Regions from separate parts of the Mus musculus genome. Here all the other regions are linked to region 6. Evidence: chromatin contacts called from public HiChIP or PLAC-seq, capture Hi-C and promoter capture Hi-C data. All regions are on one chromosome and are shown on one strand. The core of a region is the stretch at or near the end of the contact, and the rest is flanking DNA. Distances in the headings are between cores, read along the strand shown.

What was found. Promoter capture Hi-C pulls out the DNA fragments that hold promoters and counts their contacts. HiChIP or PLAC-seq counts read pairs in DNA pulled down with a chosen protein or histone mark. Capture Hi-C pulls out chosen DNA fragments and counts their contacts.
Region 1: an H3K27ac HiChIP or PLAC-seq map of microglia shows a contact between it and region 6, with 5 times the contacts expected there. The contact joins the promoter of Tssc4 here to the promoter of Rnh1 in region 6. A contact is called at or near these places in 2 of 39 promoter capture datasets (the C10 cell line and pre-B cells) and 1 of 115 datasets of contacts at active chromatin or transcription factors (microglia).
Region 2: an H3K27ac HiChIP or PLAC-seq map of embryonic stem cells shows a contact between it and region 6, with 4 times the contacts expected there. The contact joins the promoter of Lrrc27 here to the promoter of Rnh1 in region 6. A contact is called at or near these places in 1 of 39 promoter capture datasets (pre-B cells) and 1 of 115 datasets of contacts at active chromatin or transcription factors (embryonic stem cells).
Region 3: a contact with region 6 is called in a promoter capture Hi-C map of embryonic stem cells, with 2.9 times the contacts expected there. The contact joins the promoter of Utf1 here to the promoter of Rnh1 in region 6. A contact is called at or near these places in 7 of 39 promoter capture datasets (cranial neural crest, embryonic stem cells, frontonasal cranial neural crest and 3 more) and 3 of 115 datasets of contacts at active chromatin or transcription factors (astrocytes and embryonic stem cells).
Region 4: a promoter capture Hi-C map of pre-B cells shows a contact between it and region 6. The contact joins the promoter of Inpp5a here to the promoter of Rnh1 in region 6. A contact is called at or near these places in 3 of 39 promoter capture datasets (the 3T3-L1 cell line, hippocampal neurons and pre-B cells) and 1 of 115 datasets of contacts at active chromatin or transcription factors (pancreatic cancer cells).
Region 5: a promoter capture Hi-C map of embryonic stem cells shows a contact between it and region 6, with 3 times the contacts expected there. The contact joins the enhancer-like site here to the promoter of Rnh1 in region 6. A contact is called at or near these places in 6 of 39 promoter capture datasets (embryonic stem cells, hippocampal neurons, pre-B cells and 1 more), 2 of 115 datasets of contacts at active chromatin or transcription factors (astrocytes and pancreatic cancer cells) and 1 of 9 other capture datasets (embryonic stem cells).
Region 7: a contact with region 6 is called in a capture Hi-C map of macrophages, with 4 times the contacts expected there. The contact joins the promoter of Ctsd here to the promoter of Rnh1 in region 6. A contact is called at or near these places in 2 of 39 promoter capture datasets (erythroid cells and fetal liver), 1 of 115 datasets of contacts at active chromatin or transcription factors (bone marrow-derived dendritic cells) and 1 of 9 other capture datasets (macrophages).

The regions. Positions count from the first base shown.
Region 1 is chr7:143,068,105-143,071,189 of GRCm38.p6, forward strand. Tssc4 (tumor-suppressing subchromosomal transferable fragment 4) reads left to right here and starts at 1,264. Exons shown (of 3, transcript NM_020285.2): 1 at 1,264-1,409; 2 at 1,651-1,746; 3 at 1,832-2,983. The coding sequence starts at 1,853. The coding sequence ends at 2,806.
Region 2 is chr7:139,211,523-139,214,472 of GRCm38.p6, forward strand. It overlaps Lrrc27 (leucine rich repeat containing 27), which reads left to right and starts at 1,466. Exons shown (of 11, transcript NM_027164.1): 1 at 1,466-1,745. It also overlaps a transcript of Stk32c not described here.
Region 3 is chr7:139,941,954-139,945,341 of GRCm38.p6, forward strand. It overlaps Utf1 (undifferentiated embryonic cell transcription factor 1), which reads left to right and starts at 1,903. Exons shown (of 2, transcript NM_009482.2): 1 at 1,903-2,476; 2 at 2,574-3,159. The coding sequence starts at 1,921. The coding sequence ends at 3,037.
Region 4 is chr7:139,387,750-139,390,914 of GRCm38.p6, forward strand. Inpp5a (inositol polyphosphate-5-phosphatase A) reads left to right here and starts at 1,360. Exons shown (of 16, transcript NM_001127363.1): 1 at 1,360-1,715. The coding sequence starts at 1,641. It overlaps Gm46004 (a long non-coding RNA gene), which reads right to left and starts at 1,398. Exons shown (of 2, transcript XR_001778314.2): 1 at 817-1,398.
Region 5 is chr7:139,913,165-139,916,112 of GRCm38.p6, forward strand. Kndc1 (kinase non-catalytic C-lobe domain (KIND) containing 1) reads left to right here. Exons shown (of 31, transcript NM_177261.4): 7 at 318-432; 8 at 818-889; 9 at 976-1,037. Among named protein-coding and RNA genes, the nearest start is that of Kndc1, 20 kb to the left of the region's middle. Within about 2 kb of position 1,442, at least 41 of the 459 cell types and tissues checked have an H3K27ac peak or open chromatin away from gene starts, as enhancers often do. A contact at or near this core is called in embryonic stem cells, where this site is marked.
Region 6 is chr7:141,167,618-141,170,780 of GRCm38.p6, forward strand. It overlaps Rnh1 (ribonuclease/angiogenin inhibitor 1), which reads right to left and starts at 1,319. Exons shown (of 10, transcript NM_145135.3): 1 at 1,059-1,319.
Region 7 is chr7:142,386,283-142,389,632 of GRCm38.p6, forward strand. It overlaps Ctsd (cathepsin D), which reads right to left and starts at 1,545. Exons shown (of 9, transcript NM_009983.3): 1 at 1,455-1,545. The coding sequence starts at 1,522.

The sequences.
Region 1 (3,085 bases), core at 14-2,513, 1.9 Mb after region 6:
ATACTGGGAGCTCAATGCTGACTTTACGCCAGCCTTGACCTCATTTCCACTCATCTGTTGGACATGACAGGTCAGGCTGAGTCGGGTAGGAGGAGCCACCTAAGCAGGGAAATTCAGCACAGAATGATGGAGATAAGCTGCAAGAACACCCTCCTTTTCAGGGACAAGACAGTAAAGGTTAGCCCATTACCCCATCCATCTCAAGAAAAGATTCCACGGAGCTGGGTGGCTCTGGCTTGTGTCTCAATAAGTAAAAGGCAAGATGGCAGTTCACTTACCCCTGTGAACTGAGGATCAGGCTAAGCAACCTCCCGGACGCCAGGGGCAACCACCACTGTCTCTTTCCCTTTGTCTCCTGTCTGCGCCCCTCCCCCAGGCTGCTGGCATAGTTAATTGGCCACTAGAGGAGAGACGCCCTAGCCAAGATTCATGGCCCAGCTTCTAGCAGCCTCCCAGTAGGCTTATTTGTCGGTGAACCCCAAGCTTGTACTAGGACATTCTAGGTCTCCGCCACCTCTACCTCCCACGCCTATGCAACCTGTTCCGTGCTTGGTTGGTTTCTGGTCTGAGGAGCCCTTTATATCCTATGTTATGAGGTCCATGGGCACCAGGCCAAAGCTGTTGGAGGCCTGCTGCACAGCTTCAGAAACATAGGAAAGGAGAGGCGCATGCAGCAGCCCCATGGTGTCTCAGACTCTGATCCCTAAGGATACAAGAAAACAGCCCCACGCCTGGAGGAGGATTATGTGTGGCCTTGACTAGTAGGGGCGGCGTCCTGCAACTAAAGTGTCCGTTCCTGCGTCAGGAAGCACAGACAGGCAGAGCCCAGGATAGCGGCTTCGAATCTCTGAAGCCCCAACCAACCCACCCCAGGGACCACTACGTCTCTTCATGCCAAGAGCCAACCAGGACCTTGGCCCCGCCTCACTCCAGAAAGCCAACAAAGCACAAGACCCACACCACTTCCGCCCAGGGCCGGAAATGTCTAGGAAACTGGTTGGCGCTCACAGTGCGTGGTGACGCACTTCCTCCTTGTGTCGGACCCGGCCGGGACGGCTTCCGACAGGCGAAGCTGCAGGCCTCAACCCTTTGCGATTGGCAGTTAGCCCTGGAGTATTGTGGGAACCGTGGCTCCGCCTTTTCCTTTTTCGTCATTTCTGGGTGGGTTTCCGTGTGCGCTCCGGGTTGGCACGCTTGTTAAGGTTACAAGTCCCGGCTGACATTAGGCGGGAACCCATTGCCTTCTGGGAGTTGTAGTTTCTCGGGCGCTGAAGCCACGAAAATCTGATCGCCCGAGACTCGGTTTCCCAGGAACCCGAGCGAGACTGGACAGGACCGAATCCCGGGGAACTGGCGGGACGCTGCGAGAAAGGCGGCAGGGTATTGAGGCGTGTACGGACGCTGGAACGGTGAGCACTGGCCTCCCTAAGGCCGCGGCCAGGGCATTCCCGTGCCTGTTTCTGCCAGCCCTTCGTCCGGACCCGGGTGGCGCTTGTACCTAGAGAGGCTGCGCTTTACTGAGAGCCCGTGATGGGACAAGCAGCTGATGGAGATCTCCTGTCACCAGCATCTCCCAGTGCTCATCTATTGTATGTCCACACTGTTATGATCTCATGGTTGACTCTCTCCTTAACCCCACCTAACCTGCAGCTCCTGTATCTGTGCGCGCTAGGATACCCTTTAACCACCCAGCTTCGCGAGGCCTCCCGTCCGGCTGTGAGTAGAGGCACTTGACACATAGTGGAGGTGAAAGACGGGAGCCTGGGAGGACGGGGAGGGATGAGGCCTTAAATACACCCCTCACGGCGGAACTGGGACTGCTTCGCTACAGGTGGGACGGGTGTCAGGTCGTATGGCGGAGACAGAGGCTGGCCTGGAGGCTGATGAACCCACCGAGGATGACACCCTGCCTTCTGACACCGTCTCCCTCAGCGACTCGGACTCGGACCTTAGCTTACCTAGTGGTGTGGAGGTCCAAGTGTTGTCCCCAGAGAGGCTTTCGGAGGAGGGCCAGGAGGACTCCGGCCCTGAGGACCCTCCATCGCCCCCCACGGGCACCCTCACCACTGCAGTGCAGCCATTCCACCTCCGAGGCATGAGTTCTACCTTCTCCCAGCGCAGCCACAGCATCTTTGATTGTCTGGAGAGTGCAGCCCGGCAGGCACCGTGCTCTGCTCCCCAAACCAGTGTGAGTGACAATGGCAGCTTCAGGCGGCCCGTGACTCCCCCAAGTCAGACTCCAGCAAGGGGCCTGAGCAGAGTGCATGGGAACACTGGCCCGACTAGGGTACTCCCAGTCCCTGACTATGTGTCACACCCTGAGCGTTGGACCAAATACAGTCTGGAGGATGTGTCTGAAGCCAGTGAGCAGAGCAATCGTGATGCTGCCCTGGCCTTCCTGAGCTCTCGAAGCCAGGTGTCCCACACAGACTATGTGCCTTCTTTCAACCAGGACCCCTCTAGCTGTGGGGAGGGAAGAGTGGTCTTCACCAAACCAGTGAGGGACAGTGAGGCTAGGGCTGAGAGGAAGAGGGTCCTAAAGAAGGGGGTTGGGTCAGGTGCGGGGGGTGAGGCCGCTGTGGAGCTAGCCCATCTCGCTGGACCTGAGGCTGAGGAATGGAGTGGCCACCAGGGACAGCCAGAGGTGGTGGTACCTTCAGAAGCTGCCCATCCTGAGTCCTCATCAGGCCCCATAGGTGTGAAGGCTGTTGGTTTCCATGGCAGCAAGAAGCGGAGCAGAGACCACTTCCGGAACAGGGACGGTAACCCTGGGGGGCCGGGGTCTGAGAGAGGACCCTCAGTTTGACTGCAGTGCTATCACTCTACCCCTCACCTGCTAGTCCAAGTGGGAAGGTGTGGGCTGTCTGTGGTAGGGGGATGTGTGCAGCCGCTCTGGCAGAGACTGTGGGAATTGTGGGTCAGGGGACCTCGAAGGCCTTTGTGCCCCAGTGTTTAGGATGAATAATAAACGTTTGGAATATTTCTTGAATTGTGTGGCTTTTTCCGGGCCCCACTCAAAGAGTTCTGTCCAAACAGTCCTGGGCAGCCAACTACAGGACTGCATCTCTGGCAGCCTCACCTTGCC
Region 2 (2,950 bases), core at 216-2,715, 2.0 Mb before region 6:
ACCATTACACCAAGCATCTCATTTTGCCAATCAAATGTGTATAAATTAATGTCTAATTTTGGATATAATTCTATTTTCCTAGTAGCAGGAAAGGTGGAGCATGTGTACTTGTGTGCGTGTGCATGTGTGTGTGTACATATCTGCACACATATGTGGGTGGGTATATGTACATATGTAGAGGTTGAATGTCAACTATGGGTGTTGTTCCTAAGGAGCTGTTAACTTGTTTGTTTTGTTTTTTGACACAGGGTCTCACTGGCTTAGAGCTCCACAGTGGTTGAGGCTGGTTGGCCGGTGAGCCCTCAGAATCCGCTTGCCTGTCTCCAAGAACAGGAATTATAGGCATACACTGCTGCACCTGAACTTTTTAAATGGATTCTGGTGATCCCATGAGTACGTGGCAAGCATTCCACTGAGAGCCACCAGAAAGGGGCCTCTCTGATGGCCTGTGTGGCCAGGCAGGAATGCCCTGCCTGCTCTGTATCCTAACGCTCCTCACAGCACCTCTTGACCCCAAGCTTTAGCAACCTGTAACCAATGGAACACTCGGGGGGATTCCAGCTGCCAGCCGCCATCTCTGCAGTGTTGAAGGGACATCAGGAGACATTTGATCAGAGGGCTACTGGGCTCCCACAACTCTTGAGTTTCCTAGGTTTTCTTGTTTTCTTGTTTGGGGATATTTTCTTACAACTTACTCCCATCTCACTTTCAGTCCTAAAGAATATATTAGTAAATGAATTGAAAATTCTATTCTATTATTTAAATTTATTATTGCATTCATATAGGGGATACCACAGGACAACTCTGTGGAATTGGTTCTCCCCTACCTAGGTTCTAAGCATTAACTCATCTTGCTGGCCTGAGTAAACAAAATTTGCTGTTGTTTTGGATCTAGACTTCCACTTTGGTCCCATCTTATACTTTCAGTTCCATCCTGCTTTGCTACTTCAAAAATGTTTAGCAAGATTATATCACTGAGCACGTTAGCTAAGGGCATAATTCAATGTCCAGGCCAGTTCATTTCCGATAGTTTCCCTTAGAATTGATGACGTGTCATGTTGCTCTGTGTGTGACACATTACTCACTAAAAACGGTGGAAATTGCTAAGATCTCAACTTCTGGCCCCCAGAAAGGAGTGACCCATATCACTTCATTGGTCAGGATCCTCTAGAATCCGCAGCGGGCCTTCTATCCCCACCAGATCTGATACTAAGGCAGTTTACCACGTTCCCGTAATTTCTCTTTTCGGGAGGGATCCTTTTTCTCTAAAGGTTTAGGGTCTATGGACTTGGTTGACCTGCCTCCCAGAATACCCTGCTCTGCAGGTTTCTAAATGGAAAAGGACAGCCTCCAAGTTTCCACACTAGGAGAGTCTGTGCAGATCCAGGCCCCAGGACAAAAGGGCCAGCAAACCCGGCACCAGCCTGGGAAGCCGAGAGCGCAGCACTGCGGCAGCTGCTTCTGCGCAGGCGCGGAGGGCAGCGGTCAGTTCCAGAGGCCTGAGGCCCGAGGGTCCATGGCCCTGGAAGACGGTCTGGTCAGCAGAAGCATCACTCGACCTCCTTCGGGTCCCCAAGCCCTCCCCGAATCCACCAGCCCATCCTCTCGAAGTTTCTTTCTGGCCTTGTCGCCCACCTCCAGCATAAGAGGCGGTAAGCGCACGCGCACCGAAGCTATCCCAAGCCAGACCTGCGACTTGATGCCTTCCGGCCTCCGTACCGCAGCAGCGTCTCCATGGCGACCTGGTAAACCGCGCAGCTCGCTGGTTTGTTAGGTGGTGCCTGAGCCTCTCGGAGGCGGGGCAGCCGACGTGTCAGGGCGGAGTCGCAGGTGGGCGGGGAAGAGCAACGGGGCTGGAGGGTGGGATAGCTGTTACGTCAGTCACCGCTAGCCGGCTGCACTGGATGGGACCCGGCCACCAGGTTGTGGGGCGGGGTCACAGTCTGGCGGGCGGGAGTAGACGCTGGGTTGGGTTGAGGAGACCGCCACAGACTCACAGAGCAGTGAGTCTGGTCTGCTGGGGGTCCTGTGAACGTCAGCCTTTGATGGCGCGGTGGTGGGAGAGAACTATGACTAGATCCCCTACCCTTTTACAGTGGCCGCACCTGGGAAGATGGGATTGAGGTCCAAAAGTCGAGTTCCCCTACCAGCCCAGTCTGGAAACAGCATCACTAGTCCCCTGCCTCCCTCTTGTCCACACATTTTCCTTACAATGTAATTTGATGGAGGCAGAATCTTTCCTCCTAATTCCAAGGTGTAGAAAAAAAATACAATAAGCCGTAGACTATGCAAAGGCTTGGAGACCTTAGGGAGACCCATTACCCAGCTTGGGGGGGGGGGTGGCATATCTCCTGCCAACGCAGACCTAGGTTCCCCATGAATTGTACACCTTTAAGACCAGCTCCTTAACTGAAAAGTCACCCGCTCCTTAAAGGAGAGTGAAACTAGGAAAGTGTGCCAGCATTTGGCAGATCTTTCAGCCATCCTCTTTGCTTGGATGGTTTTGCAAGTAATACCCTGGCTAAGCAACAGGATTATTGAACTAAGATGCAAGATTGTCATTGCCCAGGTTTTTCCCTAGTGCCCACCTAGATACCTCTTTGGTCTGGTCTGGGCCAGTGTGGGAGGCAGGGGTTGGCTTCCTGACTTCAGAGTCTTGGATACAAGAAGCAGAGGAATTTCCAGGGTGGAAATAGGAAACTGTCTTATCTCTTCCCATCTTACAGGTGTTTTGCAAACTTGAAAAGTCCCCCGGTGTTTTCATCCTGGATGCTTGTTTCCACTGGTATCTTCCAGTTAGACTGTAGTCAGGTGGCTGTTTGCTTGTCATCTAAGCACTTTGGAGGTGCATACAGGAAGATCAGGAGTTAGAAGTTCACCACAGTGAGTTGGAGGCCAGCCCAGACTACTTGAGCCCCCCTTCTCGAATCATAATTGTCATTCTCTTCTT
Region 3 (3,388 bases), core at 653-3,152, 1.2 Mb before region 6:
TCCAGTGTCTCGAAGATATGAAGGAGGTGGGGAGTGGATTACATCTCTGTGTACTCATTCCAGACACAGGAAAGATAGTGACAATAGAGTTACCTGCCTGGTGATAATAAAGAGTTAAAAATGGCGGGGGGCAACCAGTGGCCCAAAAGGCTCAGTGAACCTTACATCTCAGGTCCCGGCCTTGTGCTGAGCCTGGAGCTTAGTCCTGAGCACTGTACCTGAGGGAAGCCTCCAGCACAGATGGAGTTTAACTACCCTAAGACCACTAGACTGAAAGTAAGCTCGAGATGACCACACGGTGTGTTGAATGGACAAAAAGGTCCCACCATCGCCAGCTGCCTGTCCCCAGAGCCACCAGATCCCATCACATGGGGGGCTTGAACCAGGTGATAAACACCTTGAAAACAACAGGCTGTAACTCAGAATACTGTCCCCAGGAAGCTAGGCTTGGAATGGCAAGTAGAGATGACCTGGCCTACCCCAGTCATGAGGAACACAGCCAGTGGTCCTTGGTCTTTGTTCAAGCCCCTAGTCACAAATCACTAAAGAAACAGCCGCTAATCTTTGCGCTACATTGTTGTCTTCGGTCCCACAGCAGGAGACCACCACAGTCCCAGAAGCAAGATGGCAGACTGGTACTCCTTTTGACTTCACTGATCTCTGTAAAACTAGGGCTACTAGGGACTTACTTGCCATCTTTTTAGGATGTTCCTTTTTCTTGTCTTGACTACATTGGCCAAGAATTCTACACTCAGACGAACTTTGAATATCGTTTTCTTAGTCTTAATCTTGAGGGGAAGAGTTGATACTTTGTCACCCTTTGTTAATAGATAGAAAGATTCCTTTTTGTAGTGTGTGTGAACTAAGATTCCAATTTAGCAGCCGCTGATCGCTATCAAATCTAGCACCCAAATGGCCTCCCTAGCTAGATGAGTCAACTAGATACAACATGTATCCATCCATCTTCCAAAGCCCCCAGCCAGAGCAGAATGGAGAGGATGGGTCTACAATTTGCATAGATAAACAACACATTCTGGTGCACTAGCCATACAAGGTGCCAGAGTTTTGTGTTTCTGGAGCTTTTCACAGGCTGTTTATGAGTAGTAACTAATGGGCGAAGCACAAATATAAAAACAAAAACAAACGAGCTGACTCCTCCCATCTGCCCTCTTCACTCGATCTTATTACATTGTACCTTGATTAAATGCTTTTTAAAAATGATTTATTTGGGCCTGGAAAGATGGCTCAGCAGGTAAGAGAGTGCTCTCACCGAAGGTCCTGAGTTCAAATCCCAGCAACCACATGGTGGCTCACAACCACCCGTAATGAGATTTGACGCCCTCTTCTGGTGTGTTTGAAGTCAGCTACAGTGTACTTAGGTATAATAACAAATAAGCCTTATTTTAAAAAGATGTATGTATGTATGTATGTATGTACTTAATATGAGTACATCGCTGTCTTTTGACACACCAGAAGAGGGCATCAGATCCTATTACAGATGGTTGTGAAACACCAGGTGGTTGCTGGGAATTGAACTTAGGACCTCTGGAAGAGCAGTCAGTGCTCTTAACCACTGAGCCATCTCTCTAGCCCTAAATGGTTTTTTGGGTTTTTTTTTTTAGTAAAAAAATTTTTACACGTTCTGTTTTGTGTAGCAGGGCAAAAAAACTCCGTTCTCAGGTCCTGGGTCCCTAAGGAAAGGACTAGAAAGGGGATGGGCTAGAATAAGCAAGGCACAGGCCAAGAGGAACTAGGTAGGCGAGGGGGCGGGGCGGCTAGACGATGGGAGGGTCGCAACGACCAGGTTCAGACGCAGAGGGCGGTGCGGGGTCCTTAGAGCGTGTGTGGGCGGCTCTGGAGGAGCCCTCCTCTCTGGTGAGGCCACGCCTTGGAGTGCACGCACCTCTACCTGGCTCAGGGATGCTGCTTCGTCCCCGGAGGTTGCCCGCTTTTTCTCCGCCGTCGCCAGCTAGCCCCGACGCTGAGCTGCGGTCGGCCGGGGATGTCCCGGTGACTACGTCTGATGCCTTCGCTACTTCGGGCGGGATGGCTGAACCCGGCTCGCCCAAGGCTCCCGTGTCCCCGGACTCGGCGCAGCGCACGCCCTGGAGTGCCCGAGAGACGGAGCTACTTCTGGGCACGCTGCTGCAGCCGGCCATGTGGCGCTCACTACTGCTGGACCGCAGGCAGACTCTGCCTACTTACCGCCGCGTGTCCGCCGCACTGGCCCGTCAGCAAGTTCGGCGCACGCCCGCTCAGTGCCGCCGTCGCTACAAGTTCCTCAAGGACAAACTCCGAGACTCCCAGGGCCAGCCGTCCGGACCCTTCGATAACCAGATCCGCCAACTCATGGGGCTATTGGGGGACGATGGGCCGCCGAGGGTTCGCCGCCGCTCTACTGGCCCTGGACGTCCCCAGCGCCGCGGCCGCTCGTCCCTCTCCGCGTTAGCACCCGCACCTGCACCGGTGGAGCAAGGTAGGAGCAGCCATGTGGGCAAGAAGGGTCTGGGTCTCCTGGGGAGGGGCGGAGCCCTGAGTTGGGATTCCGTACGTTCCGCGCGTTTCTCTCGTAGAGGCCGAGCTGCCGCTGGCTGCGGAAAATGACGAACCTGCCCCTGCGCTCAGATTCAGTTCTTCCACGACGAAGTCTGCAGGTGCCCACCGCATTACCAGCTCTCCTCCTCTTACGAGCACCGACACTCTGCCTCCTGAGCCGGGCCATACCTTCGAATCCTCCCCGACGCCAACCCCCGACCACGACGTGGAGACCCCGAATGAGCCTCCTGGCCTTTCCCAGGGCCGTGCTTCTTCCCCGCAGGTTGCTCCCCAGTCGTTGAATACCGCGTTGCTGCAGACCTTGACGCACTTGGGCGACATCTCAACAGTTCTGGGCCCTCTGCGCGACCAGCTGTCGACCCTGAACCAGCACGTGGAGCATCTACGAGGTTCCTTCGACCAAACCGTTTCTCTGGCGGTGGGGTTCATTCTGGGCAGTGCAGCCTCCGAGCGGGGCATCCTTGGGGACTTGCGCCAATAAAGCTTTGTTATCAGTCCTCTTCTCCAGAAACGACTCCCAGTCTACCCCGACCCCTGTTACTGTCCCCATCCCCATCTCAAACCTAGGTTCTTACCAAAATAAAGATTGTGTTTTCTACTTAATCCTGTGAATGAATTCGGACTCCAGGTCGCGGTAAGAATGGAACCCTAAGGGTAGAGGCTAAAAGACACAGCCCCTCGCCCCACAGTTGTGCATCTTTTCGGTGAAGATTTGGCGGAGTGGTACACAGTTGTTACCTGATGTTTGGGGCACCTGATGTGCGGAACCCCTCCACTGGTCAGCAGTGATTGAAACCCAGGGGCTGGCTGGATAAGGTACGTGGATGGCGGG
Region 4 (3,165 bases), core at 110-2,609, 1.8 Mb before region 6:
GTCTGAACCAATGCACACCATACATACAAACTAAATACAAAATTAAAGAATGAACCCACCAGAAGAACTGTCGTTGCAAACAGGGTTCTAGTATGTCTGTAGTACTGTTTCTTTGGATGCCTCCTCGCAGGCTACAGCGCAGCAGCCCCACTGGACAGGGCTTTCTGGAGGCCTAGACTAGCAAGGGTTACCCAGCTCACTATATGTTCCCTACCAGCCCCGTCCCACCTCCAGGAACAACTGACTCTATCTCAGAGAAATTTCTTGATTCCTTCTACATGTAGGACTGATTCTGTTCTTCTAACTAGCATACCTCCCTGCCCCCCACCTCCAGCTCTCTCTGGTGGCTAAAATTCCCGGACTGACCACATCCCCCACCTTGGGAACTGTCCTTGGGTGTGGCATGGGGGCCACAGCTGGCTATCCAAACACCTAATCTGAACTTTTTCTTTTTTAGGTGGGAGGGGCGGGGTATGGTCTCAAGCTAGTTTAGGTTGCTATGAGTTCAGGTTGGCCTCGAACTCATAGCAATCCTGCCACAACTTCCGAGTACTGGGATTACAGGAGTACATCAATACGCTTGCTTCTTAAAAGGATTTATTAGTTTTCTGTTTTTGGATGCCAACAGCTTTCTGTTTTGTAAGCAAAGTCCTATATAAGGAACTGGGTGGACGTGTTAGGAAATTGCAAAATCCCATACACTTGATCTGCAGACCCACTCTTTGCAGACCCAGAGCTGGGACTGGAGGAGGCTCCTCCTTAATTCTCCGTGGCCCTGCTCCCTCCCACGGTCCGCCTACGTCAGACTCCCCGTACCGGCGAGGGCCTGGACCCAGGCTGAAGACCGGTTCCACATCGGGGGGGGGGGATGGGGGGCCAGGACAGAGGTTCCAAGGATCTCCAGGGCTCCCAACAAGAAGGCGGGCTGTAGTCGTCCAAACTCGCGGCTCCTTTAAGAAGCGCTTTGGTAACAGGGTCGTGACGTCATGGGAGTGGAGGGTGGAATATGCGCGTAACCGCGGCAGGGCGGGGCAAAGCCAGGGGAGGACTCAGGGGCCTGACTGACAGGAATGCCCCATATGCCCGCCTCTCCCCTCCTCCATCTGGTGTTGGCTCCGCCCCACCCTAGGCTTAGCTCCTGTGAGCAGGCCCGCCCCTGCACAAACCCCACCCCCAGCCTGACTCAGGCTCGAGAACCCGCCCTTCCAGTGGACCCGGAGCCAGGGAGCCTAAGACCCAAGTCTGTAGATTGTGTGCAGGCCCCGCCCCATAGGGAGGCCCCACCCCCGGCGCGACCGACAGCCCCGCCTTCTAGGGTCCCACCTCCTGTGGGGCGGGACTTGTCCCAGCCGGAGTCGGCGGCGGCGGCTGCGGGAACTTTCCCGGCGGGTCTAATGGCTGCGCGCGGGCCGCTGTGAGGCGCGGCGGCGAGCGGGCGCGGGGCCGCGGAGCAGCGAAGAGCCGCGACCGCGAGGCTGGAGCCCCGGCCAGGCCCGGTCCGACCCGCCAAGCCCGCGATGCGCCCCTGTGCTGTCCCCCGGCGCAGCTGACGCCCCGCGGCCCCGCGAGACCCCAGCCCTACCGGCCCCGCAGGAAGCGGCCGCCGCCACCCAGTCCAGAGCCCGCTCCGCCCGGGCACCATGGCGGGGAAGGCGGCCGCCCCCGGCACCGCGGTCCTGCTGGTCACGGCCAACGTGGGCTCGCTCTTCGACGACGTAAGTGCCGCGCCGTCGGCTAGGGAGGGGCGGTTACGGGCTAGGAGTCTCCCAGCCCGGGACCCTGACATCCCCATTTTCAGTTGGAGACCCTAAATTCCGGCCCCTACAGCGTCTTCTATAGCCGCGGACTCCGGGCCAGTTGTCTTTGGGACGTGTGACTCTGATGCCCCCTACCCACAGCTGGAGACTCCGACCAGGATTTTCCCAAGCCCCAGACAGACCCTGACCCCATAGCAGGGGGGTACCCTAGGCCAGGAAACTTCCAGCTACACACTCGGGACCTTAACACCGCTTTTCTGGTACCCGAGGCCAAACTCGAAGACTCAGTTTTTGAACCCCTGTCTTAACCCATACTACAGGAACCCAGACTCAGTCCAGATCCTTGAATCCTGATGCTGGTTCCTTGCTTTGCTCCCAAGACAGCAAATCCCTATCTTTTTCCTGCCTTGGAACTCCAGAGCCACAAGTACTGACCTGGAATTTTGACCCAGAATCCTGATACTTGGATGTCCTGGCTTCCAAACCCAAGCATACGCTGACCCCAGGTTTTCTGATTCACCCCCTGGCCCCCAGTCTCTGACTCTGATCCCCCAAGTCTGATTTCTGGTTCCAGAAACCCAGCTTTCAAAAATTTTGGTCCTGTTCCTCTCAACCCATACCACACTGACCCTGAACTCTGAGTCTCTACCCTAAAACCTCAGATCCTACACCTACTCTTGGCCCCAGAGTGAGGTCCCTGCCTCTAATTCTACACCCCATCTCCCATCCCCGAACCTTCCTCCCAATAGACCTCAGTCCCAAACCTTGAGCTCCATCATCTGAGTCCTGGTACCTATATCCCATCCCTTGGTCTTGTCTTCTGAGGGGCCTGAGGCGTGAGGCACCTCATTTTGCCATGTAACTTGCAATAGCACTAGTTCTCAAATGAGGTAGCTCTCTTCAAGCCTTGGGGGACTTTATATTCCTGTTTACTAAATGAGAAGGTGCTGAAAAGCTCTTCAAGGCCAAAAATGATGCCAAAGGCCTTTATCTTGTAGAACGGCTTCTCCAGTCCCACCCTGGAACCCTGGGCTTTCTTCTCCTCTGGGAGGCAGAAGGGAGCTGAGGCCTGGGGCACTGGGAGCTCCCTGGAGCAGGCTGGGGCTGACCTAGTTCAGCATTGCAGCCATGGTGCCACCCCGCTGTTGGTACTTAAACTGCCAACCCAAATAAAGCAGGATGCGGCTCCAAGTGGCATGCTTGTTGAAGAAGAAAGGGTAATGCCACAGATGAAACCTTGGAGCCACTGACTCCCCTTCCTCCCTCTCCACCCACCCCCTTACCTAGGTGAACAGTCGGGATGGTGCCAGGGCTTGGATACAGGCCTGATGTAGATTTCAGGCGAGGGTCCTGTTTCCTTCCTGGCAGAGAGCATGGGAGAAGAGTCTCACAGAGCTGGGTTCACAGT
Region 5 (2,948 bases), core at 192-2,691, 1.3 Mb before region 6:
AGTGGTCTGCTGTCCACTCCAGTTTCCTTTCAGATCTTAGGGGTACCCAGTGTTGTATCTTGAGGTAATTCTCTGTACTTTCTCGGAGGATCTGCCATCTTCTCTCATGGCAACTGTACCAGCTCATGGGTGAGGGCTCCTGTTTCTCCATACACTTACCCACACTCGTGTTTAATTTGGAGAACTTTTCCAGCCCCTGGCATAGGGGGGATACTGCAAGTAGAAACAGAAGCACTAAGCGCACATCTTTCTCCGTGGAAACCCTTCCTTGACATCAGGTGGACAAAGCGTTCTTATGTAACCCTTCTTTTCCACAGAGCCTGTCCCTGAAGGACCTTCTGTCTAAGCTAGGCCGGCCCTTCAGGGAGTACGAGCTGTGGGCACTGTGCCTCTCCTGCCTTAGCACTCTGCAGACACACAAGGAGCACCCAGGTGATGGGTCACCCTGCTCTCCTTGAGCCCTGAGCCCAAAAGCTGGGGAGGGAGAAAAGGGAGTGGGAGAATGGCTGCTGTGACACTGCAACCTCTTAGCCTGGAGTCTGGAGAATGTGAAGGGCCCAACCTACTTCACCCAGCCATTTCCAGGGGCAGAGCAATATGGACCATGTCCCCACCCATCCTCCCGTTTATTCTTAATTCGATGAGGGTGATATACCCTAACAGTGTTCCTAGGCAACTGTTGGCTAGAATGGCCAGCCCTCCAGTGTCTGTCCAGTCTTGACAGGTTTTTCTGGGGTCTCTGTGTGGTCTGGAATCCCCTGATGCTGGCAAGGGAGCTGCCCACACACGGCTGCATACTTGATCCGCTCTGTTGCAGCTCACCTGTGCCTGGACAACGTGTTGGTGGCCGAGGACGGGACAGTGTTCTTCGGACCGCCCCCTGCCAATGGTACACAAGGGTCACTCTCGGGGGCAGAGAACCAGAGCGGGTTCCCCAAGGAAGGAAGAATAACCAAACTGTGGTTGCCTTTCTAGGCGCCTACAACTCACTCTTCTTGGCTCCCGAAGTGTCAGAAGAGAAGCTGGTGACAGAGAAGGTAACCAACCACATCACCTCTCTCGCTCCATCCTCACCCTCTGCCCAGTGGATCGCGGGGCCAGATGGCCTAAACGTGGCACCCATCTTACTCGCGGGGCTACTGTAGCTGCGTTCACTGATGTCTTCTGAGTCATGGGCGTGCCCTGGGACGCTGGGCGGGACGAGCTCCAGTCCGAGGGCGTAGACCCGCCGCCACTAACAAGCTAATATAATAGGCTCTTATAAATTTTAAATTAAATGAACTAAATTACACTCAGAACCTAATGCAGCCCCCACCCTGGGAATCAGGTCAGCTGATCCTCCAGGCTTTGGCTTATCTGGTACTCGACAAGGCAGGGACCAGGTCTTGGGAGGGAATGGGCGGAGCAATATAGAAGGCGGGGCCATGGGGGGCGGGTGGGAGGAGTGAAGGAGCAGGGTGATACCAGACAGGGCCGAGCAAACCAAGGTTTTTTCAGTCTCCTATGCTGGACCCTGCTACTAAAGAAGTGGCACCTGGAAAACTCCGCAAAGGTAAAGGGAGCCTCCCCGGGGTCAGGCTTACTAGCCAGAGGGCCAGGAAGGAGCAAGTGACTTCAGCTGGCCTGCCTGCTCCTTTTGCTTGCACAATGTGTCTGGGGTCCATTGGCCAGCCTAGACCTGAGACCCTGAGAGCAACAGAGGTGTGCTGGCCTTGGCTGCCCATGCTGAGGAGTCACCCACGACGGTGCGGGGAAGCTAGGACTATAGACATGTGGACAAGGAAAAGAAATGAGATCAAAATTTGAACAGGCCCGAGAAGCTTGCCCTAGAAAACCAAGCATTCATGGCATCAGAATTCTAGAAGGAAAGAAAACTGTGGGCGAGGCAGAAGAGTAATCAGTGAGTGAGTAATGAATGAAAAATATCCAATTGTGTCAAAACACATAAGCCTACCACTCAAGAAACGGAAAAGAAGGGGATTAACCTAAAGAAACCAACGCTATGTTGTAGTGAAACCCCTCGGAAAGCTGAAGGTCAAAAGAGAAACAGTTTATCTATGTTCGGGGTAAACGGTTCAAATGGCAACTGAGTTCCTACCTGATGACCTTAAAAGTGGAAACCTTTTACCTAGAGTCCTCTGTTCCGCAAAACCCCTATGTGTCAAGAAGCTCTCAGAAGGAAAAACAAAAAGAACTAAAAATGTATCACAGACAAGAGTAGTTAGTGCCGTGGGTTCTAAAGAGCCAAAAGAAAGACTGGGCTTGCAAAATGGTTGATTCAGTGGCTAAAGCGCTTGCCGAGTAAAGCCCGGCAGTTAAGTCTGGATCCAAGCCCTAGAGTGAAGGGGTTCCGTAGAGAAATCTCGCACCACAGATTTCACACACACACCATCCACACGCAATAATAATATGGTTTTGGAGCCGTGTGTGTGTGTGTGTGTGTGTGTGTGTGTGTGTGTGTGTAGTATAAAGACTGAGCTGGAGAGATGGCTTGGTGGCTCAGAGCAAGTAGAGTTTTATTTGTAGCAGCCACAGCAGGTAGCTTCTCCGGTAACAGCTCCGGGGTATCAGATAACAGCTTCATTTGTTTATAAATGTCTGTGGAGGAAATACTTAATCAAAAGTGGGAGAGGCGAGCTGGATGCAGACTTGGAGGACGTTGACAATGATCCACTGTGCAAACAAGCCACTAGGAAGCAGTCTGATAGACAAAGGGATGCCCTAGAAACAGGGCAGGTGAAGCAGACGGAACGGGGAGCCAGAGAAGCAGGAAAAGAGAAAGCACGCAAAGCAGAGATGGCAGAGGGAGGGGCGTTTGCAAGCACCAGGACGGCAGGAGACACCACAAGCAGCGTCCTCACGTGCTTGGCTGAGATGGACACAAACTCCACAGCTCAGCCAACGTGAAGGAGATTGCTGTGATGGCCCAGAGCTACCAAGGGACTTGG
Region 6 (3,163 bases), core at 69-2,568:
TGAAAGAAGAGATCAGTGCTGTGCTCCTAGCACTGAAGGGAGAGCGGTACTAGGTTCTGTTTAAGAGAAACAGAAGTCACTTCAGCTGCTCTCTATAACAGTTACCGAAACTGGCAAACAGCTCTGTGTGAAGTTACAGTGCCTGGCACAACATGGCTTTACTAACGGGGTCTTCCCCTTCCTTCCCAGGGCTAGGAGGATACCCCCTTAATGCTAACCAGGAGCACTTTACACATATTGACACAAGGGCTAGTGACAGGGAAAACTGAGGCAACGGCAGAGATAACTCACTGTGGACATATAGCCAGGGCATGGAGAAACCAGTTAGCCCCACCCACAACTCGCCAGGGAGTAAAACCAGCACTGCCTGGATCAGATGTGTCATCCAAAGCCAGTCATCACTAGGGCACTGCCACTGGGGTGGGGTAGCTACAGTACTTCTAGTCACAGGTGCAACCCACACCTGCTCTCTTATGCACTACAGACTACAGGGTCCTAGAGTATCTACCTTTGAGGAAAGCACAGGACTGGACTTTATGGGAGGCAGGGTGCCAGCCAGTCCTGACGATCATCTGAGGTCAGGGGCAAGGGATGTGAAAGAACCCAGGCAGCTGGTTCTTCTCCCACACTCCTCCCCCTGTTTGGCCTTGGGACCAGGCAGGAGGTCCCACCAGCCTGGCTTAGAAGCATGATTCAGGCCTCTGCTTTGATGTGATTGGATATTGCTAACTAGCTGCTCCTAGCTGTTGGGTTAATCCTAGGATCTGAAGACACCCTCTTTGGGCCTTAAAGTGAGCGAGCGAACAGGTCGCTGGCGACGGAGCTATGAGGTCAGCCTTCAAGCACCAAGCAAGGCTCCTCTGAGGCACAAATGTGTCACCCTAAGGGAGGAACAGGCCTCAGAGACTCGCCGGGCCCGTGATCCCGCCCCCGCCCAATTTTTTGATCCCTCAAACCTTCTGGTCCAGCCGCTCTGCCACGTATTAAGAGGGCCAGGAAGGGACCCGAAAAAAACTCTCAAAGGCAGCCGGGCGCCCCGGAACATGGCCCTTGCTCACCTGGTGCCGCTGCAAGAGGTCCCAGACGATCCGTTTTCTTCCGCCCAGGGCGGGGCGTAGAGACTTTCGCCGCTTCTCTTTCTCTGGCCCCAACTAGCCTTTCACTTTGCCTACTGGAGACCGCCCACTAGGTCTGTCCCTCCCACATGCAGGCTGCACTTTGGGAACAGAACTTGACAAACCTGAGTCACTTCTTTGAGCCTGACTAAAAATACGTAAAATGATCCACAGCTGCCACGAAATGGGTGTGACTGTGATGAGAGCTTCTGGTATGAACACACCCATCTCTCCTACAGGCCGACCAGGTTTTCATGGCTAGAACAGTGTTCATTATGAACAGCCTTTCTCCCTGGGGATAGGGCTTGGGATGTCGAGAGCCTCTGATGCATGGGGCTCTCAAGCATTTCGTCACTAAGCATTTCTGATATTTGTCTTAAATATCGTTTATATATGAATGCTTCATCTGCATATATATCTGTGCATCGTGCCCAGGAAGGCCAGAAGAGGGTATCAGATTCTTGGGGAATGGCCACCATTCAGGTGTTGGGAACTACACCTGGGTGCTCTGGAAGAGCAGTGTCCTAAGCCATCCCTCCAGCCCATGTTTAAACTTTGTAACATACTCCCAAGTTATAGGATTTGCTTTTGGTTTCTGTATTTTTGAAATAAGGTCTTGATGTGTAGCCCAGGAGGGCCTTGAACATGCAGATTTGCTTCCTGAGTGCTGGGATTCTAGCACTGTGGAAAAAGTCAGCATTGAGAGTTTGTCACTCAGGAGCCCTGCTCTCTTGCACAAATGGCCACACACACCCTTGCCAAGGAACTGGCATCCATCCACCTAAGTGTTTGTTAAACACTTGTCATTTGCCAGATGCTGTTCTGAGTCCCTCCGGGAACTTTAATAATACAAGTAAAGGAGAGTCTAGCAGGCCAGCATAGGAAATCAGGAATTGTGTTCCCTAAAAGACCTGGGACAGGGAGCCCTGAAGGGAGAGAAGGAGGCAAAGAGACAGGCAAGAAAAGAGGCTGGAACTCAGCTTCATAAACCCTGTGCAGTGGCCACTACAGACAGAGCTTAATCTTCATCGCTGCAGAGCCATCCTCATGGAACCAATACCAACAACTGACCTGTGAAGTTGGGGATCAGTTCTTTGGGGAAAGATTAAAGCCTGCCCAATTAGAAGGAAAACTTTGGCCAGCCAGCCTTTATTTGTTGCTGCCATGAAGGAGAATTCCTGAAAAGAAGCTGTATCTACAGAGACTGGCTGATTAGAGTTTCAGTGCTGTGGAGAAATTGGGCTGGTGCAGTTCCAGAGGCTGCCTTATCCTGGGCTAGTTCTACCCCTCTAGAACAGCTCTTCCTTGCCTACCTGTGTTGCAACTAATATCTTGTGATCAGGCTGGCCTACAACTCACAGAGATGTGGCTTCCTCTTCCCCCTGACTGCTGGTAGGAAAGGCAAGTGTCACCACACCCAGCATCCTTTTGGAATCCTTTAGCAGACCAGTAGCTTCCACTAACCAAAAGCCAAGAATGTCATCAGTTGGCATCTTGGACTTACAGAAAAGCTTCCTTCCTCTTGTTGTACCAATCTCTCTGATGTACCCTTCAATGTACTTAAACTTGCCTTGTTTACTACTATTTTCTTCTGTAAAACTACAAAACGTCATGAAACTACCTCCATGGGAACACAGAATCTGGAGTAACCTAAATCTGTGTTCTCAGGCCATGGTCACTAACAATGACTCCAGAATAAACTATCTCTTATTCCTTTTAAGGTGAGAGCTGTAGTTGTTTTCATGGATACTGAGTACCCACAGACAAATGGCAGGGGCTACCAACTTAGGAGCCTGGGTTCAGGCAAGCCATGTGGCTGGCAGGTACAATGAGTTTCTAGCACCATACCAGGACCTCAGAACAAACTAAAGACAAGCACCTGCCTTCCTTCTACCAGCATGAAAGTGAGCTTTCTACAAAGACCACACCCAGTGAGGAAGGGTGAGAAGTGAAGGGGGCAAGGGCCCCTGGGTGCTGAGTTTGCACAAACTTTCCTGGAAGCTGTATGGGAGAACTCATGTGGGTGGGTGGGTAGGTGGGCCCCAGTA
Region 7 (3,350 bases), core at 295-2,794, 1.2 Mb after region 6:
ATCATCCTGGACAGTCCCTGGAGGTTCTTCCCCTAACCATCCAAGAGGCTTCAACACCAACTCCTCATGCTCTCCCTAGCCATCCCTGCACACAATCTGGCAACTCTCACCCAAGAAACCTACATGCCCTACCACCACAGACTCAAGGCCCTTATATGCTCCCTGCAGCCCTGATGCAGACAACTAAATAGGGGACGCCACCATTAGATAGCAGAGGGAGAGGGGTCCCTGCCCTGCCCTCCAGGTCACCTCTCCACCACCACCCCACCCCCCACCCCCAGTTTGCTCCTGTTCCCAAGGAGAGCTGATCTGTAATCACTTGTTGAAACTTCTCTGCCCAGGGATTTGTAGCCAAGGTCACAGCTGACCTTTCCTGGCATGCACAGTGCATGCTCTGAGAGACATAGGAGTCTTGCCTAAGAGTAGTGGGCTGGAAGAGGCAGGCTTCTGGCCTGGGGCTTAGGGGAGGCACACACCCTGCAAAGGTCAGGAAACATGCCAACAAGCCTAAGAGTGTGGCTTTGTTTCTGGTGCCTAGTCTCAGGGATCCTGGAGTCCACAACACCTCTTCCCAGAGAAGAGAAGCCTGAGGGCAGGGCAGGCAAGCCCAGGGCAGGATCAAGCCTAGGCCACTCCCTACAATGGCTCCACTGAGGCTACCCACCCACAGCTTGCAGCCTACAGACTGGGCTCCTTCCCACCCAACCCTGGTGCCCAGCCGGCAGAGCCAGCTCTACTCCCGCAGCCTACGGCCTCAGCCACCTGCCACGACCAGGGACTCACAGAGTGGGAAAACACACGGGCTACCACCAAGACCTCATCTAGCACAAAGGCCAAGTCCACGGGCCTGAGAAGGGCCTGGTCCCCAGTGGGGTAGACCTCAGCTCCAAGGTATTTGAACTGGGCCACTCCATACCTTCTCTCTCTGGGACTTGTGCAACTCAGGAGGGAGGAGGAGAGATTCACCACCCAGGACAGGGGGGATCATCTTTGAGTAAACTTCTAGGGCTATGCACCAGTGCACAGCTGTCAAACAGGGTCCCTTAAAAGGAAAGGCCTGAGGAAGTTCAGGGGGGCAAGGGCCTACTAGGTTTTCCAACTTCCACAGCTGGGTTCAACAGAATCCTATCCATGGGGCAGCACTTCTCCTCAGAAGCGGCCGCCCCGCTACACACACACACACACACACACACACACACACACACACACACACAGAGGCGAGGTTGGAGTCAGACCCACTTGTGGCCACCCTACTGTACCCTCCTGTTCGACCATAGGAGTCATAGGAGTGGAGAGGGGCCCAGGAGACCCCTGCCTTTTGAGTGTCTCGCCCCATAGTCTGTGGGACCCTGAGGAAGGCTGCGCTGGGTGCACAGGTGCATTCCAGCACGGCCGGAGCACGCGGCACTCCAGGTGACGAGCCCCGCATCTCCGGACCCAGAGCGGGTCCTCACCTGATAATCGCGAAGGAGGACGAAGCCAGGAGGCCGAGAATGAGCAGCAAGACGCCGGGAGTCTTCATGGTCGCGGCGGCCCGAAGAGAGCAAAGCTTAAAGCCAGAGGTCGCCGGCTTATAGGCAGGATGACGCCGCAGTCCCGCGGAGTCAGCTGACCCGCTTGTTTGGCCCTCAACGGGTCACGTGAGACGCGGGCGAGGGGCGGGGCGACCCGAACCCGCCTCCAACACTGCCCGGGCGCAGGCGTGCCCTACTCCAGGCCTACGCACGGCTCTCGGGAACGCGCCCGCCCACTTTCCTGGGACCGGAGAATGACTGGATACAGGTCACGTGGGGGAAGGAAGACCAGGCAGGCCCGGAAGCATCCAGAGGGGCGGATCCTGCCCTCAGCTCCGCCCCTCCCTTAATCTGTCTTTTTTGCATAATTGGGGTGCCCACTACCAGGATGTGGTCTTTGTCTGATTGGGCCCTGACCCTCTCCTGGATGCCAGCTTAAACCTAAGCCTTTTCTCTTTCAGCTCTGTTCCTCCTTGAGAATTTCCCTGGAGCCTCTCTGGACTCTTGGACCAGCAAACTTCACCCTCTTCAAAGCTCCACTACCTACTCATCTCCCCAGAGCAACACCCTTTTTATTTAAGCTGGAACACCTAACATGCACATTCCATAATGTAGCAATGTTGATTGCAGGCCTAGTCCTGGACTATGCATCTATTGATACAAGGGGTAGGGTGTACAGTGAGATGAGACCAGGGTTGCAATCGCCACTTGGGTCTTAACTACTTCACTCTTTAATGCCCTGCTTGGTGTCAGCAAATGAATTGGGTGCTGTTTGAGAGAGGCAGAGTCCAGCTCTCCATCATGGAGAGCTGAGCCCAGAAAGGCATTTAAGGGGAATGTCCTCTCTGAGAGGTGGTGTCCATACAAGGACAGGAACGCAGAGGAGCCTTGCCAGGGTCTGATCCCGGGAGCGCTTTTGGACATGTTCTACCTGTATTGAGGAGGTGGATGCCTCTAAGTCCACTCTACACATGGACACATGAGCTGTTCTGGTTCCCCAGGTTCAAAGCTACAATTCCCATCAAGTTACATCAAGTTGGGCACTTGACCTCTGCCAAGGCTCTCCACTCAGGGTCAGTGTTAATAGCTACACGTGGGTCACCACAGCCTGGATCCTGCCTCCACAGTCAGCACTCCACACATTGCTTAAAGCTTGGGTGTGAGGGCGAGAGCTGCCCTAAGATCTTGGAATCTGACCCTCTACTCCTTTGAATCTAAGACTATTCTTTGGTAGCCCAAGAGACAGGGTCTGGCCCTGGAGTTGCCATTTGCTTCCTAGAGTTGCTATCTAGAGATGATTGCTGGACCATGGGTGGGCAATGGGAAAGGTCCTCTGGGGCACCATGCTGGCTCTCCCAGCCCTGCCATAAATAGTGTTGCAGGGTGCTCAGGTGCCAATAGAGACATCCATTAGATGTGTGTCGGCATGACTGGAGGCAGGACATAGCGGTCAGCTGTGCTCATGTGTGGCTCATATAAGCCACAGGGTAAGAGACTGATGGGGACCTCCAGGGGCTCTCTGCAGTCCATTTTCTGCAAAGAATTCTAGCTGCCTCTGTCCCTGGGTTTCCCCATATAGTCTGTGTGAGTGAATACCTAGATGCACCCAGTCCTGTAGCTGCTACCCCACTGGACCTGGAAAGCTCAGGGATGAAAGCTCAGGTGTGTGCTTTCTGATCCCCTCACCTGACAGACCTCAGGGATGGGCCATAGTGTCTAGAATTCCTGAGTTCTCCCACCATACTAGATTATACTCTCCCTCTCTGCCTGTCTCAGGCCTCTTGCACCAGGCTTGCTTCTTATACTCTCCAGCCAGTAAAGGGTCAGTGTGTTCAG